Linked DNA regions of Bombyx mori: region 2 is linked to region 1. The links are chromatin contacts, called in public Hi-C maps. All regions are on one chromosome and are shown on one strand. Each heading gives the region's core, a stretch centred on a gene start, on an enhancer-like site or on the middle of the called end of the contact. The rest is flanking DNA. Distances are from core to core; before and after follow the strand shown. Region 1 overlaps LOC101738295 (zinc finger and BTB domain-containing protein 17). Region 2 holds the start of LOC101738161 (tubulin-specific chaperone D).

Evidence for each region. A called contact is a pair of places that touch in the nucleus more often than the background predicts.
Region 2: a Hi-C map of posterior silk gland shows a contact between it and region 1, with 1.8 times the contacts expected there. The contact joins the promoter of LOC101738161 here to the enhancer-like site in region 1. A contact is called at or near these places in 2 of 7 Hi-C or Micro-C datasets (middle silk gland and posterior silk gland).

What each region holds. Positions count from the first base shown.
Region 1 is chr9:7,442,053-7,444,752 of ASM3026992v2, reverse strand. It overlaps LOC101738295 (zinc finger and BTB domain-containing protein 17), which reads left to right. Exons shown (of 7, transcript XM_021346601.3): 5 at 2,186-2,379. Among protein-coding and RNA genes, the nearest start is that of ace2, 23 kb to the right of the region's middle. Within about 2 kb of position 1,357, at least 7 of the 8 cell types and tissues checked have open chromatin away from gene starts, as enhancers often do.
Region 2 is chr9:7,805,086-7,807,815 of ASM3026992v2, reverse strand. LOC101738161 (tubulin-specific chaperone D) reads left to right here and starts at 1,273. Exons shown (of 19, transcript XM_038012966.2): 1 at 1,273-1,789; 2 at 1,871-2,030; 3 at 2,540-2,660. The coding sequence starts at 1,430.

The DNA.
Region 1 (2,700 bases), core at 108-2,607:
CAACCGGAGAGTTGCTAACACTGACCCTAGCAAGAGCAGTGCTTCGCAGAATCTACCACCGGATCGGAAACGCGACCCACTGAGAAGATCCGGCGAGAAACTCAGTGGGCTGTGTCTATGGGTTAGTTCGCTCGTCGAGCCCTTCGTCGCAAGCGACGGGTTCGACGAGGACGGTGACCGGACAGCGTACAGAAAAATTATTTCGACTTATTAAGACAATTCTTTAATGTAAAAAAAGGAAAAAAAATATATATTTTTTTAGCGTTTTTATTGGATTACAAAGAAGGAACAACAAGGATATAGACTTGAAACTCAAATTGTATTAAGAAATTATTAATTTAAAGTTAGTAAATACCCAGAAAATGTCAATAAGTTTTTTAAGTATGACTTCGCTATTTCATAAATATGTGGTATGAATAGATGCTATTGAAAATTTCAGTATTATTTGGGGTAATAACAAAGTCCAAAATTTTTAATTAAGAAATTAGTACGTTAATATTCAGCTTTTCATCACAATGCAAAAAAAAAAAAAAAAAAAAAAAAAAAAAAAAAAAAAAAAAAAAAAAAAAAAAAAAAAAAAAAAAAAAAAAAAAAAAAAAAAACATGTGCGCCCCCGTTAGCAACGACGTCCCTTGCGTTCAATACCTACCATAAATTAAAGACATAATATTTGAGACCTACTCTATTTGACACTTATACAATGTGTTACCTAAGCCCATAGACATTATGCATTATGCCGTCGTATATTCATAAAGTATGTACCTACACAAAGAGCTCTGTTGTCCATTCTCTGGTTCTCTTGTCCCTTAGAGTTTACACAACACCCAGGAGAAGATATAACGCTATGCTGTTAGATTAAATATATATAGCTATAGAATATGTTTGGTCTCTAAGGCAAGAAATATCCAAATTTATAAATACCATATTAATCTAATAAGTAGTTCATCTCAGTTTCGTTTTTGTACGCTCGTAAGATCACATTCATTTATAGTTAAACTAGTAGTTCTAATTATTTTAATTAGATGACAATTTCTATTATTCAATCTTAGTCGAGAGCCGCGTTAAGGAATTTTGTTTAATATATGTATAAAACCCGAAAAAAATATTCAGCTGATTCCAAATTAAAAAAAAACCCAAAACTTAAAACGCATCTTCTCGAACACGACACCGAGACGTAAATCAATGCTTAAATTATATACATATATTGAGTAGACGCTGTATCCCTACTATACATAGTATATAGTTAATGTCTTCTCAGGCTTTTAGCAGCACGGCTTTCACAGAACACAGATAGGTAGCTATTAAAATTTACCATTACTACATGCTCATTTAAGCTTAGACTGACGTTGGCTAATATACAAACCGTGCCAGAGTCAAAAAATAAAGAAGAAGAAGCTTAGACTGTCAGTGTCAGTGTCAAGTATGAACTACTGCCATCTGTCACATTTGCATTAATAGTGCAAATTGCCAAAAATAAACAAAAAATGTCACAAGAGTGCTGTTTTAACTTCAATTAAGTTTAGAATTAATATTTTTTCTCGACATTGTGTGTTACTGTGATATTTTAAGTTAATTTGTATTATAATAAAAATATAGTCTAAGAAACTGCTAAGTTTCTTAGATCCTTAAAGAAGTAGTAAGAAGGAATTAAAGAATATATTGTAATTTGTTATTAATGTCATGGATGAAGACAATAAACAATGTACAGTTTTCACAAGAGCTTTCGGCTGTCATTGTTAACATACTTTAAAATAATTATACAATATAATAAAATATGTTCTTGGTCATTTTTAATCGAACGGAGTGACTGGATTGTATCAAATAACATAAGAATACTTTCGTATTATACAGGATGAAAGAATTTAAGATAGCGAATAAAAAAAGGACAAGTTTTACAAATAAAATGAAAAAGAAAAGTAAAACGATATATATTGAATTGCATCTTAATTTTAGATCTCTAACTCTTTAGAACATAGGTAAGACAAAAATTATGTGCTTAATTTAAGATAACAAAGCTAATTTAAACTTTACTTTGTGTAAAACTTTTTCTTCAAGTAATACTGTATAAAATTAAAACAATTTTACAACCTCTGATATATTTACTCTAAGAAACTACAGGAAAAAAACACAAAAATTTCATAAATACAAATTCAGGTCTTTAATGGAATTAATGCATTGTTTTCAGGTATTAATATGACAATAAATAGTCACAATACTGGTGTGCTGAGTACTCGCTATTCTCCAGTTGAGCGAATGAGTGTACTCAATGCTATACCCCATCCTGGACTGCCACATCCCTCTCTTCCATCACTTTCAAGCCCTAGAAGTGAGCCTATTCCGGGACCTTCTGGACTACCTCCAGTTCAACAAGCTCCTTTGGTAAGTCTATTTTTATTGGTCTAAATTTGTTGGTCATAGAAATTAATTCTGTAAGTCAGTTACAAACACAAAAAAAAATACTTCATTGATTGTGTTCTTTTATGCATTACCTTAGAAAGGTTAATGTATAAGAAATTTTAAAATCATTGAATCACCAGTTTGTATCTGCTATAGTTAAGGATGGATTGTAATAAATCTTCATAGCTATTATTGGTAGTAAACAAAAATAAAGAAACTCTTAAGGTCTTTCAGCGAATCAAGTTCTTTTTTTTTTTTTTTTCTTATTTTTTTTTTTTTTTTTTTTTTTATTGCTTAGATGGT
Region 2 (2,730 bases), core at 24-2,523, 360 kb before region 1:
AAAGATGGGTTAATACCGATATTTGTCAATATTAGCGAATACGAATATATTCATTATGTAATATACCTTAACTAATACGTGAATATCCTCATATCGTATTATACTTCGATAAAACGGGTAAACGAGTTAAACCTAATACGGTATTTGTGAAATAAGTTAATAATCATAGATAATACACATAAATTAGTTATTAATAATATAAATAGTATATTGTATCTAGGAATTTGATTTCATACTAAATATTTTACAAGTAATATTATGTACATTAAAATGAATATTATTATTAAATCAGAATTTGGTCAATATTGTACATTAATATAAACAACAAGTTAGTAATATTATTTATTTCTTATTGGTGCATAAAAACATTAGCTTTTTTACTTTTTCTACCGAAAGACTCGTACGTCGGTCAGAAATGAGTTTACCAGATTTTGAAAAAATCCTCTCACACGGTACTGAAGTGGCTTGTAGGTACACAACAGTTATAATATTATAATCCCCGAACTGTTTGTTTAGAAAGTCATTTCGATTCAAAAATCAAACATTTATTTATAATTTGAGAAGTTCTTAGAAGATAATTAAATACCACCGCAAAAATATATTGTCATCATAATTTATTACGTAAAAACACTTAATTTAGTTCTGGCCGTATTACGTTTTGTGTAAAAAATATTTTAATTTATGAAATTGGTAAACAATGTCAACTGCCTACTTCCGTTTTTCAAATCATCATTTTAAAACCAACTAATTCGAAGGCAACAGAAAATAAAATTAAAGTAATGAAAATAAAGCTCCCCGATTTTATTCCAATAAATGTAAAAATGTACTACTTTGCCTTGAGTAGAATCTCTAGTTGAATCAAGAAATGAAGGTCCAAACATTAAAAAGTAATGCGTTTAAAAATTCCCACTAGCATCTTTGACATGTAAAAAGTTGAATTAAAAAATAGTCCATAAACTCATAATGATATGTACTTATTTTCATTGCTCAATATGTAAAAATATAGTTTATTTCACTTCCTCTTAGCGCATGCAGTATTGTTATGAATGTGATAGACAGATATCCGCGAGACACGTACGGCGTATGCCAGTATATTTCAGAGTGATAGATACAACCCGACCGATGTGAGTTGGCTAATATTATGAATAAAGTGAATACGGAATATTAGCATATCAGAATTCGACGGATTACCGATACACGAATACAAGCTGTATTACGAATATCTTAATGAATACTAATATATCGGTCTCACCCTTAGTGACTTGTCAATTTGTCAACTGTCTACAGTGTCTACCTACTATTGTTTTTATTCCTAAAAGTTGAAGATATGAGCTTTATTTACGAAATTTAGTGCTTAGTAATTCAAATCATTAATAATAACTCACGAAGTCAAACCTTTTTCGCGAAAAGAGTACATAAAAGAAAAAAAATGGTGGGGTTAGACTCTGAGATTAACCGGGATGACGAATGTGATAATATTGGGCTGGGATGTGCACTCGAATACTTTTCAGAGGTCGAGGATGTGATGAACATGATTGATAATGTAAAAAATGTTTATAACACCTCTGCTTTTGAAGTGGAGTACGATAAACTTTACACAATACTTAAACAGTATTATGAACAACCACATCTGTTGGATCCACATTTAGACAAAATTCTATCGAAATTTTTGTTACTTATCAAAGATAAAGATTCTCCTTTCGAACTGAAACATGCAACTTTTAATTACATGTACCAAATCATAAGAGTTCGAGGCTATAAGGTGGTTGTTAGACATCTTCCACATGAAGTTAGTATGTAAACTAAATTGTTTGATATGAGTCCATGACATAACAATGGATTTTATTAAAGAGAAATGTATAATTTTTAGGTGTCTGATTTGCTGACTGTATTGGTATTTTTGGAAGCTCAAAATCCTGATGATAAGGAAACATGGAGAAGCAGATTTGTCTTACTGTTATGGTTGTCAATTGTTGTTATTATTCCATTTCATATGAGTCGCCTAGATGGATTCGCTCCTGGACAACCAGGTATGTTATAGAACATCTATCAATGACCAATACATACCTACCTTATGATATTTTAATAATGAATAATAAGTGGTTGAATGTTAATCTGTCTTTCATGTATAAAAATAGCAGTAGTTGTGACATGATTTCATAAAGAGACTGTCTTGTGTTATAGAATGACAAACATTATTTTTTTTTGTGTTGGAATAGTAATTCTCAACTGCTTCTTCTGTGGCACACAATGATTTTAAAAGTTCAGAAGCTATTTACTGTGTAAAATAATGATGTAATGATAATGTAAAACAATGTAATGATTTTGGCTGCACATAAACTAGAAGAATTAGGTGGGCCACAAAATTGTCATAGTGCAGTAATTGAGAATCATTCTTTTAGAATAACAAAATGGAAAAAATTGCTTTGGCAATTTTGTAATTTAATATCTAAAACTTTCAGTGGCATAAAATTTTCGAAATTTAAAAGTGATAGTTTTATTCATGATTACAAAATGAGTAACACATGTTTTTCAGAAGCAGGCACTTCGAAAAAATTAACAGTCATGGAAAGAATCTTTAATATTTGTAAAACATATGCACTTAGCAAAGATTCATGTGCTGAAGCCAGTGCTTATTTAGCCTCTAAATTTTTTACAAGGTAAACCTTTTATTTATTATTATTGAAATTCGGCAATGATAAAATGACAAAAATTCTGATTAACTAGAGG